Linked DNA regions of Zea mays: region 1 is linked to region 2. The links are chromatin contacts, called in public Hi-C maps. All regions are on one chromosome and are shown on one strand. The core of a region is the stretch at or near the end of the contact, and the rest is flanking DNA. Distances in the headings are between cores, read along the strand shown. Region 1 holds the start of LOC100502457 (Mitochondrial phosphate carrier protein 3 mitochondrial). Region 2 has its middle 20 kb from the start of LOC100193783.

Region 1 (6,552 bases), core at 911-3,410, 330 kb after region 2:
TTAGTTGGCTTCGAAATTTCAACAGAAATCATGTTTAACTGATGGGCTAAGCGGTCATTGCTACTTAAGTGTACTTTTAGAATTGAATACCTTAGAAGGGGATGCTATATTTCTAGTCTTCCGGTAGCAATAGCTTCATCATGGGTCACCAGCCCATGACAAAATCAAGAGCTTCTGTGAACCATCACCTAACTTCATAAACGATGACATTTTTTCCTGAACAAACTCAAGGGCCTCTGTGCTGTCAGTCAAAACAGTCAGGTTAACCAAAAAAATGTAAAGTTTTCGCTCCAAACTAAAGTTCAGAAACTCATTTTGTCTACAACGAACAAGCTCACCTAGCAGACCAAACTGCATAACCATATCGGTCTGCAGCAAGTTAGGCGCCATCTCTTCTGTTAGCTCTATCTCTATGGACTTAAGGGTATTCTGTTCCAGCACAAAATTAAGACCTGACGAAAGAAAATCAAGGCTATTTAGATACATGCAATGCTAACATTAATGAATGGAAATATAAATACCTAGTTCCCCATGAACCACATCGGCTACCTGCGCATCGGCGAGGCTCAACCGTGGGATCCACCTCGGCCTTCCCGGACTTAACGAGGGCGATTCGAGGAACAATACATCCAGCGCGTAGGCGAAGGAGACGTCCAGGAGCATTTGGATCGCGCGGCGGCGAAGGCACATAACGACGGCCCGCGACGGCCTCCGCACTGAGCCGAGCGCAACGGGGCCTGCGACGAGTGCCCTAACCTTAGTAGGAGGAGGTGGTGGTGGGTCGGTGGACAGAGCAGTGCAGAAGGCCAGGCACGCGAGGGGTGGTTCTGGGGTTGGCGCGGATGGAGCGAAGCAGCGGCGAAGGTGGCCGAGCGGAGACAGGAGGAAAAGAAAGTGCTCGGTCCATACGCCCATACGGGCGACATGGCGAGATGGAGTGCGCGGCGGAGGAAGACGATGGTCGAAGGCCTGGGCTAGTGGAGCCGGCCGCGACGCCGGGGATGTAGGTCGCGGCGAGATCTGGAGGAGGCAGGTGTGCGGCAGTGGGCATGACGTGGGAGTGAGAAGAGGCGGCAGTGAGCCGGCGGCGTAGGAGAGAGAGGAGCACGAAACGTCCATAGGTCGATTGAAGATAAAATTTCGGGTCCGGTATAGGTGTCGCACGCGCACAGGTTGGCACTGGCGGAAACGCGGAGGAGGCCTCGATTACTAGCGTCTTTTAAGACTTTAGATGTCTTGATGAGGAGCGCAATCCCATCCATTTTGGTTGAGGCCCCAATCACAGACACTATAATAACTACGGGTAGGATTGACATGGAAGCCAACAATTTCTGCTCCCAAAACTCTAGTCACCACACACCCACACCTGACACCGGTAGATTCTAACTCCTCTACCTCAATATTAAAATAAAGTCATTTTGAAGGGGTAGCTAGAGATAGGCAAAGTATGTCGTTTTAGATGTAAGTACTCCATTTTGGACGGCTTTACCCTCCAACTCTTTGTGCCGAACCCAACATATCGCAAAAAAAAAATTGCTGAGCAATGAGGAAACCAATCCTAGGACCTCATGTCCCTGCTGCCTTTAACCGTCTGCAATAACAATTCAAGTTGCATCATTTTTGTATCCACAGTATAGCTACAGTGCTGTTTAATATGGACAAGCTTGATAAATGTAACCTAATTAATCACGCATAATTATATCCTAAACGACTTCTATTCCATATGGAGGGAGTACATCACTGCATAGCTGCATATGCGTCGCTTTGATTAGCCATTTATGCTACCTGGGATTTCAGCTGCCAGCATCAGTATCCGTAGTCAAAAATTCAAAATCAACAAATCAACAGAATTATCGGCCCAAATGGAAAACAAGAATGGAAGCCGTACTGCAAGATTCAAAGCACGTGAAACATCACATGATCCAGATTTCGAAGTTTCAAACCATGTGGTTCCCATGCACTCGAACCACGTGTGACGCGCCGGAAGGTCTGGCATATGACTGCGAGGCATGCTTCGTTTGTCCACAAAATTCAGTGTGTTTCCTCCTGGTTTTCGCCATGCGTCGCATCTTTTTCTCCGGCGCGGACCGCGGAGAAAAAAAAAATAGCCCGGCTATGCCAAAATCACCCCCGGCACGCTCTTCTCTACGCGCCCCTACCGTCCCGGCGGCGGCCAGCGCTGGGCTCTTTTGCCGTGCCCCGCGGCACTGCCCCCACGCCATCCGCACACACCCACTGGAAAAACAGCAGCCGCGCGTTACGGCGTTAGCGGCCAAGCCACTTTACGCCAGTGGCCGCCGGCAAGCGCGGTCAGGTCGGGACTCGACGGAGAGAGCTCTCAGCTTCTCCCGACCTAAGTAAGCTAGGTGGACAACGCCTGCAGGCTGCGGCACCAACGCGGCCTTCGCCGCGACCCCCTCCCCATCTCCCTCCTCCCTACCATGCGCGAGGGCGAGGCCCACGCCCACGCCCTCCCGTCGAAAACCCAGCTACTCCCGTGCCTCAAAGATGACGAGCCGCGACAAGGTGGGGTGCTCCTCGATCCCGCTGCCCCTCGACCGTGTCCTTGCCGCGCTGGTCGCCAGCACCCAGCAACTCGGGAGGGGGTGGGAGGCGGCCTTCCGCGTCCGATGCGGGAAGGCAGCTGGAGCGGCGGTCGGGGAGGCGGAGGGGAAAGGAGAGGTTATAGAGATGCACACGCCGCTGTTCTACGCTACCTGCGCCCTCGGCGGCGTTCTCAGCACCGGCCTCACTCACCTCGCTGTAACGCCGCTCGACCTCGTCAAGTGCAACATGCAGGTCCGTCACTGTCAGCGATAGGTTCCTTCGCTTGTTCTCCTTGTCCATGTCTCAATGACTAACACAGCTGCTGCCTGCTTCAATGTCCCTTCACTCAGGTGGATCCTAGCAAGTACAGGGACATTACATCTGCCTTTGGTGTCATGCTCCATGAGCAAGGACCCCGTGGCTTGTTCAGGGGATGGATGGCCACACTGGTTGGGTACAGCTGCCAGGGGGCCTGCAAGTTTGGGTTCTACGAGTTCTTCAAGAAGTGCTACTCTGACATTTCTGGTCCCGAGAACGTTGAAAGGTTGAGGACTTTGATCTACCTTGCAGCTTCCGCGTCCGCTGAGGTGATTGCGGATGTAGCTCTCTGCCCCATGGAGGCTGTCAAAATTCGGGTCCAGACACAACCGGGATTTGCTCGCTGCCTGGTCGATGGGCTTCCGAAGATTGTCCAATCTGAAGGTGCCTTTGGGTACAGATACTGCATGTCTTGTATGATCTGTGTTATTGTTCAAGGTTTTTGGGGAGCAACAATCTTTTAACACTGGGTGCAAATTTCAGGCTTTACAAAGGTCTACTTCCTCTTTGGGGCCGCCAAGTTCCCTGTAAGTCAAAAATGGATTGCTAGTTTATACAGTTACTTGTTAAGGGCTTATCGGTGCTTAGCTAATAGTTCAGCTATTAGCTACTTTTAGCAAATTAGCTAATAGTTAACTAGCTACTCACTACATCTCAAATTAGTATTCACTTTAGGGTCTGTTTGGAATCATCCAGTTTTTAATAAATTGATTTATGAAAACTGAGGTGGTTCCAAACATACTAGTTTATGTCCCGGTTTATAGAAACTGAGTTTTCAATTTCTTAAAACCAAGAAGCTAACCTCTCTTAGCTAAAGTAAGTTTATGAAAACTATGGTGATTCCAAACATTATTAACCATTTTTCTTTCATAAACCAGTTTCTAGAAACTAAAGATAAAAATTGGATTATTAAAAACTAGGTTGTTTACAAACAGGGCCTTAGCTCTTGGTTTTTATGTCTATATTCAAATGGATGATGATAAATCTAGACAGATATCATGTTAGGATCGTAAGTGAGACAAAGGAGACACAGAGTTTAACGTGGAAAAACTCCTCCAATGTGGAGGAGAAAAAAAACACGGGAAAACAGATCTATTATATGGTATGTCGTACATGGTACAAGGGGGCTTATTTATATAGGGAATGGAGATAGAGATAGAGTCAAAAAATCTTATCCAACAAATCTCTCCTTGACGCTAAATCTATAAAATTGTTTCCTCAAACACCACTAGAGTGCTAAGCTCCACGAACACCTACCAAGTCAAGACAATGCTTGAACTTGGTATTAGATAATGGTTTTATAAGCATGTCTGCAGGATTTTCATCAGTATGTATCTTGTCCACTTTAATCTTGCCTTCAGCAACAATATTACGAATGAAGTGATACTTGATATCAATATGCTTGGTCTTGAAGTGATACATGTCATTCTTGGTCAGACAAATAACACTATGACTATCACAATAAACCTTAATGACATCCTGAGGAACATCAAGTTCAGAAATAAGACCTTGCATCCAAATAGCTTCTTTAACCCCTTCAGTAGCTGAGACATATTTTGCTTCAGTAGTGGAAAGAGCAGTAACAGACTGAAGTGAAGCCCTCCAACTCACTGCAGAACCGCATGATGAAAATATATAGCCAGATATGGAGCGTCTCTTATCAAGATCACCAGCAAAGTCAGAATCAACAAATCCCTCAACAAATCCCATGACACCAGTTTCCTTCACTGAATTCTTGCCAAACAATAATCCAAAATCAGAAGTACCTTTCAAGTAGCGAAGAATCCACTTTACTGCATTCCAATGTTCTTTACCAGGATTGTGCATAAATCTGCTAACCACACTAACAACATGAACCAAATCGGGTCTTGTACAGATCATAGCATACATGAGATTCCCAGCAGCATTAGAATACGATATGTGAGACATGTGTTCTTTTTCATCTTCAGTAACAGGACATTGCCTCGATGACAATTTAAAATGTGAAGCAAATGGTGTAGCAACAAATTTGCAATTACTGAGATTATATTTTTCAAGAACTTTCTTAATATAACTTTTCTGAGATAGAAAAAGAGTACCAGCACGACGATCACGCTGAATTTCCATCCCAAGAATCTTATTTGCTGCTCCCAGATCTTTCATATCAAATTCATGACTAAGTTGAGCCTTCAATTCAACAATCAGAGACTTGTCATGAGAAGCAATCAACATATCATCAACATAAAGCAGCAGATACACAAAAGATCCATTAGGGAACTGCTTTAATTAAATACAGTGATCATAATTGCTTCGAGAATAACCATGTGCAAGCATGAACGAGTCAAACCTCTTATACTACTGCCTAGGAGCTTGTTTCAAACCATAAAGAGATTTCTGCAAATGACAAACTAAGTGCTCTTGACCAGGAGCAGAAAAACCCTGAGGTTGTGTCATATAAATCTCTTCATCTAAGTCTCCATGAAGAATTGCAGTTTTAACATCAAATTGCTCTAACTCCAAATCAAATAAAGCAACAATAGCAAGCATAACTCTTTTTTTTCTTGAATACGCAGAAGAGCAAGCATAACTCGAATAGAAGTGTGACGAACAACAGGACAAAACACCTCATTGAAATCAATACCTTCCCTTTGTTCGAAACCTTTCACAACTAAACGAGCTATAAATCTTGCAAGTTCAACTCTAGAGATACCTTCCTTCTTCTTATAAATCCACTTGCACTTTAAAGGTTTTTTACCTTCAGGAAGCTCAACCAATTTTCATGTAGCATTCTTTTGAAGACTCTCAAATTCATTATTCATAGCAACTAACCACTTGGATGAATTATCACATGAGATAGCTTCCGAATAAGAAGAAGGTTCAAATGTGACATTAGTTTCTTGAGCAGCAATGAGAGCATAATGAGCCATACTATCAATGTCACGATATCGATGTGGCAAAACAATATTCCTTCTAGGTCTATCTTGAGCAATAGAGTGATTGTTGCCAACAGGAGGTACATAAACTGACTGTGTAATAAGAGTAACAAAATCAACATTAATAGGTACATCTACCTCAAGATTCTCATCAGTAGTTTCAGGCATAGATGTGGATGAGGAACCACTATCAGAAACACCTCCAGAGGAATAAAAAGTACTTTCATCAAAAGTAACATCACGACTAACAATCACTCTTTTATAATCAGCACATAATAAACGATATCCTTTGACACCAGAACCATAGCCAATAAAAGTGCATTTTGAGCTCTAGGCACTAACTTTCCATTGTTCACATGAGCATAAGCAGGACAACCAAAAATTCTAAGATTAGAATAATCAACTGGTTTAACTGTCCATACCTCTTCTAGAATTTTAAAATCAATAACTGAATTGGGAGAGAGATTAATCAAATAGCAGGCGGCATTAGCAGCTTCCGCCCACAAACCATGCTTATCACATAAACCAGCATTAGAAAGCATGCAACGAACACGTTCCAGAATAGTACGATTCATTCTTTCAGCAACACCATTCTGCTTGGGCGTACCTGGAACAGTCTTGTGTCTAGCAATACCATGATCAGCACAAAGAGAATTAAACTCATTATTGCAAAATTCTAATCCATTGTCGGTTCTCAGTTTCTTGATTTTTCTGCCACTCTGATTTTCCACTAAAGCTTTCCATTGCTTGAATGCAGTCAGAGCATCATTTTTAT
Region 2 (6,072 bases), core at 1,945-4,444:
TAGAGCTAATCCTCACCTTATGCTTCCTTCTCGTGCTAACCCTTAACAAGAAAAAAACACCTTACCCAAGAAGATAACGGGAAGCTTACCCTTGAAGCCTGGAATAAGCTACAGAAGGAACTGGTCTAGTCACTCAATCAAAAGGGACCGACCACGAGAATCAAAGCACGGCCCATGAGTCAATGTAAACATGAAAAGAGCAAAGAAAATTTTAATACCATACAAAGAGGCAAAGATTCTTGGAACCAAAGACCAAAGACATCAGGGTCATCGACCCCACCACTCACCCATGCCCCCCGCATGTGTGCCCTACCGCCATGCGCACTACCACCGCCCATGGAGGATGCTGTGACGAGTTTGTGAGAGGTCTAGGCCGTCGTCTCCCAGTCAACTTTGGGTTGTTGGACCATTGTCTCCTTATGATATAATTATTTATTTATTTTGTACAGAACTCCTATTATATAGTAAAGATGTGCATTCGTTTTAGTACCACTATTCATCATACGTGTGAGACTTGGTCTCAGCACACCTAGTGATTATTTTGCGCCCGGGTTTTGGACCCCTAAAACCCAGGTGTGACAGCACTCATCGACGTATCTGATGTGCCACCGGACAGAGCATCGAATAGAACACCCAGATAGCATGTAGACTATGCCGAGAGGTTGAGTACTCAACTAATATGTACGTATGGCCTAACAAAGTATGTGGCATACAACAACAGCTAGTTTAGAAACTAGTTGTTAGAGTGGCACCGACGTGTCTCATGTAATGGAAAAGTGAGCATCAGACATATTTGGTGCCTTCGAAAGTGTTGGTTGGGTTATAACGGCTAGCTCTTGGTACTATTTGTACCCTCTAACTTAGCTTCTTAAGGTGTCTTGCCCCTTCTAACATGTGAAGCATCTACTTGAGAGTGACGATTACCCTTTTCATACTGAGGAGATTAGAGAAGTGATAATTGTACGGTTAGCGACCACATTAGTGCATAGATAGTGACTTATGTACAACCATCACCCTCGTTAGACTGGGCATGGTCAAGTAAAAGTCTAGTGTTTGTTACTCTTAGTAATTGGCATCACCTAGACGACTTAGTCGCGATCGGGTGTGATGTGATCACCCAGAGAGTTTCTAGGTAACTTGACTCGAGACTTATACATAGCTGTGAGTGATTGACCATGTTAGAGCAACGAAGAACCAACTTCTAGAGAGCACTTGGACTTTGCACGGACCAACTAGGAGTGACATCCTTGCATGGGTACTCCAATAAGGATTAATGGAGAGTGGTGACTCTCTAAAACTTCGAAAAAATATCCAGAAGTCTTTTAACCCTTGCTCTACTATATACATTTACATTTGATCAATTTATTTTAAGTATTTAATTTCTTAGAAATTGCCATGCTAGTGTAGTGTTGAAAATTAGGGTCCAAAACTCTGTATCACACATTATGCACTTGGGTGAGACTGGTCTTACAATTAGGACTTAATTTTAGCAAGAATTTGTAGAGAATATTAATTCATCTTTCTATTGGGCATCGCGATCCTTTTAATATCCACGAGTTATTCACGAGTCTTTCTATATTCTAATTTGAGGACCGTCATCCATTTTTCAATTTAGACCTAACCCCCCCCCCTCACAATGTTGCATAAAATGCATGAGATAATGGGTTTTTTTTACAACATCGAGTAGATCCCATAACCAATAATATTTACTCTCAGTAAACGAGAACATATAGAGACAGGCTGCTGAAGAATTCTCCATGCCTATCGTGCAAGCATGTCCAAGTTGAAAATATGTCTTTCATCTTCGATTTTTCATTGTTTGTCTAGACACTTAATTCTTTTAATTCTCATTCTCCTTTTGATCCTACTAGGAGCTATAGATCATTGAACTGGTTTCATCACATAGCTCTTGATTGGTTATAGCGCTCCATGTGCTAGGCTGGCGCTGGCTTGGACCGCCAGGGATTGTCCCTCACCGCTTCTCCACGCATGAAGGACAGACAATAAAAAAGGAGTAAGTTGCATGCGCGCGTACAGGCTTATGGACAAAAACGCAGGCATCCAAACACACGCTTGCACATGGTCAAAGCATGTCGTCAGCCTAGATGCGTAGGACGCAGCAACCAATCACGTAGATAGTGTCTTTATGAGATCCGAGACCACGAGACCGAAGCATAACATAGCATAAGTATCGTGTCTTTATGAGACCTTAGGCTTGGATACTTTAGGAATGAGATGAATTAGAGTGGATTGAGATGTATCGTGGATGTTTTTGATTTATTGAGGATTTAAACACTCTCTAATCCTTCTAAACCAACTCAATCCAAGAGTACCCAAACTAGGTCTTAATGGCTTGTCTCTTTTTTTTAATCCTGTCCAATCTAATCCATATGAATTGAGAATAAGCGAACGAAACTTAAATAGGTAGACCTAGGTACCAGTCGTATCGAGCCTCATGGGTTAAACCATGTCCATCAAGGAACGGCTTCTTAACCGCGGCCCTAGTATTCTTACTGAAAAAAAGAACAGCTGACTTGTCTTCATTCGCCGTTTGTCCCGAGCACTCCCTCGTATAGCAGCAGTACATTGTAGGTCTTATATTCTCTTCATCCACTTTTAGGAGAAGTAAAGAATCACCTTCTGCAAATAATAAGCGAGGAATACTACGGCGCCCTTTTCTACAAAAGATGCTATGCATGCCAACGAACTGCATGGGAAGACGGCGATGATTGGCGCCCGACTGGTCCGGCGGCCGCAGCCGCACCATGTGTCCATGTCCATGTCCATATCCATTCTAAAGTGCGCACGATGGCAAGAAGCCAAGAACGCTGGTGTTGAAACGGAACTTGGAAGCACCCTGGAAAGCGCTGCTATAGTAGTAGTAAGCACAAGCAGATATTCGTATACGTGGCTAGGGCGAATCGCACATGAAAAGCAAGGCAAAGTGCATAGAAAGGCTAGAGGATCTCCGAGAGCGATTTCTCCTGTCATCAGTGCGTGAAACTGGCAGGAGAAGCGCCGTCGAAAGGAGGCAGAGACCCAAAGCGAAACACCCTGGAAGTGGGTTGGCTGGCTGGATTGCTGGCGGATTGGATCGGAAAACGAGACGACGCCGGGGACGAGGCCCATGTGCGGTGCGCCGGAGGCCCACGAGCCACCAGGACACACACGACGAGGTGGTCTGGTCGACGCGAAAGTACAAGTTGTACAACGCGTTGTCCAATCGACTCACGGTACGATTGCACGGTAGCTACAAGCAAAAGGGTGTGCCGTGCTACCAGCTGTACAGAAGAGAACCCTTTTTCATCATGATCCGCCGCGAGAAGAAAGTTGGAATCGAAGCGCTCCTACTCCAGAGTGGCAGAGTCAAGTCTAGATGGCAACTGCCACGACACGACAGTGCTCCATGTAAGCACAAGGTGGGGCTCGCTGGCTGCCTCGCTGGTGCCTCGACACGAGTCAAGTCTGCCTCGCTGGTGTAAGCACAAGGTGGGCTGGTGGGGCGTTGGTTCCAGCTCATTCACTGAGCAGGACGCGATCACGCGAGGTGTGGTGTGGGCGTGGACTGACGGGCGTTGTACGCGTATGGAGCGGAGCGGCTTGCTGTGTTCCGGTCCCAGTGCGGGCTTTCGTTTATCGCCGCGCCACGTAACCGACCTCACCTGGTTAAAGCCCCGTTCGGTTAGGCTGGAACAAGACCAGGAACTATTCCAGATTACCAATTGTTATATAAATTATACAGTTATTCCAGCTGAAATCCTTTCTGAAGTAGATTCCTGAATAACCGAACGGTCCCTAAAGCGTCCAGTCTGTTACAAAATAATGTACATGTGATCAAGGCACATCCAATCGTCCATTTATACAGTTATTATCCAAGGGTCAGATACCCTTTGTACACATGTATATAAAGGAGATCTCTGCAATAAACAAGATAACTCCCTGTCATTTTTCATTCTTTGTCTGCCTCTCTACTCTTTTACCACTGAGCACTGCAATAGATCACAACACGTTATCAGCACTGTCTCCAGGAAGAAATCAGAGAAGGAGAAGAAGAAGAACACTTGTTGTTCTTGACAAGAACAGCAACTTCGATCTGCAAATCAACAGCAAGGTATGGAGCATACCATTTCCATGCGCATACGCCGTATGCGCGAAGTTCTGTACATTGTTGATGATGCGATGTTGGAAGCGTTCGCCGCTAGACAAGCCGCAGCGCTTCCACCGGTGCACGAGATCCCTGAGCGTCGTGTGCAAGTGCAAAACGTGCACTTCTGCGTGCTGCACGGATGGACAGCGGTCGTCCCGCTGCCGGTGGTGGAGTGCGGCCTCCCCACTGTGTCCCCGTCACCACCGGCGCCGGTGGGAGACGCGGGTTCGTCTGCAATCGCCCCCATGGACGTCGATTTGGCGGCACCACCGCCACCTCCACCCACTGCAGCGACAAATGACCATCGTTCTTCATCTCCACCGATGCCCGTGGTTGTCGGAACCATTGCTGCCCGTCGTGGGCAGCCCCCGCGCGTCGTCGATGCTCCACGTGGACGTCTCATCTTCACTGGCCACCGCCCAAATGGGGTGGCCCCATCTTCCTCCTCCAATGGGAGGGCCTAATGGCCCTCCGTTCGGCCAGTGGCGGTTGCTGCCACGACGGCCGGTTGGGGGAGGGGGTGGGGGAGCGCCGCAGACGACCTCTGTGCAGGCGCGGCAGCGCGACCCGGCCACGGGCGTGGCACAGGCGCGCAGGCCCTGGCGGCTTCGGTCAGGCGCATGGCGCGGAGGCGGTGGGCCCCCTGGTGGCGGCTCGGCATGGTATGACGAGCGGCCACGGATGCCTCGCCACCCTCGATGAGGCGTGGACGCGCGGCCGCCTCCGGCGCAGTCGCCACGACGCTGACGCCGCCCATGGGCGCGACACGGTGAGGGCGTGGTTGCCCCGGCTCGGACTCCATCCAAAAGCGGGCGCGCGGCCGGACCTGGGCTCCTGGTGGCGGCGGACGGGCTCTGTGCGGCTGGCGGGTGGCCCCTGGCTGCTCGGCTGTCTCCGATCAGGCGCGCAGCCCCGGCGGCACCAAGCCAGGCGCACGGCGCGAGGACACCGATGGCCCCGGTCGCGGAGGCTGGCTCACGGCGGCCTCATGGAGGCGCGGGCACCAGGCGACCGGACGACGGATCCGGCTGGACGGCCTCGGCCTGACGTGAAGAGCGGCCCTCGGCGGACGCCAGCCATGGAGCGCGGGCTCCCGGTGGCTAGGCTCCCGCCACGACAAGGGTGACGCGCCCCCCTGGAAGGCGCCCTGGTGGCTCCTCGGACATGGAGCGCGACCCCTGTTTCCCCTGGCGGCGCCCAGGAACACCAGCGTGTGGCGGCGGCTACAGAGGTCGGTTAGGGTTGGAAACCCTAGCCGCCCCAACTGATATAGGCGTTTTGGGGGCCCTGATGGACCGTCTAGGCCGACGTGCAGGCCGCCAGGCTGCTGCCTGGTCCGCCTGACAGGCTGTCTGGGCTGTTTTTCAGGGCCTAAAATGGTCTATTTTACCATTTTAATTTATGAATTTAAGTATAAGACTCTGTTTTATATGTAATTTTAGTTCAAAGTTATCTTAGGCGTCTAAATTCGCTATTTAGACTGCATATATTGTAAATACATATATGTTCTATTGTGAACATAGCAGATTTTAGTTCGTGGATTATTGTTTGTTTTTACATTAATAATTCACATATCTCTACTTGCTATTATTTTCGCATTCATTTACGTTTGCATATAAATATAGCATTTATTAAGTTCATACTTAATAAAACTCATGCAAAAATGAAATTACATTATTTTGGATTAAGAGCATAGGGAGATAGAGTCCTAAGCATTGGCTGCACTAAATTCTTTTATAGAATTTAGTAGCCCAGAGACCGTGCTTGAGGCAGCATTTGGAATGCCTATCTCTATGAGGTCTACATCTCTTGGGATGATTACCTATATGTGCTATCCAAAATAACAGGATATGGAGTTCTTGAATTGTACTTTGATAATTAGTCGAGCATGGGTAGTGGAGACCTAAGCATTGGTTGTGGTTTGT

The links. A called contact is a pair of places that touch in the nucleus more often than the background predicts.
Region 1: a Hi-C map of bundle sheath shows a contact between it and region 2, with 3 times the contacts expected there. The contact joins the promoter of LOC100502457 here to the enhancer-like site in region 2. A contact is called at or near these places in 2 of 25 Hi-C or Micro-C datasets (bundle sheath and ear).

The regions. Positions count from the first base shown.
Region 1 is chr1:37,809,388-37,815,939 of Zm-B73-REFERENCE-NAM-5.0, forward strand. LOC100502457 (Mitochondrial phosphate carrier protein 3 mitochondrial) reads left to right here and starts at 2,161. Exons shown (of 6, transcript NM_001196935.1): 1 at 2,161-2,799; 2 at 2,898-3,259; 3 at 3,349-3,392. The coding sequence starts at 2,509. It also overlaps the pseudogene LOC103634112.
Region 2 is chr1:37,481,322-37,487,393 of Zm-B73-REFERENCE-NAM-5.0, forward strand. No RefSeq gene overlaps it. Among protein-coding and RNA genes, the nearest start is that of LOC100193783, 20 kb to the right of the region's middle. Within about 2 kb of position 3,195, at least 19 of the 20 cell types and tissues checked have an H3K27ac peak or open chromatin away from gene starts, as enhancers often do. A contact at or near this core is called in bundle sheath and ear, where this site is marked.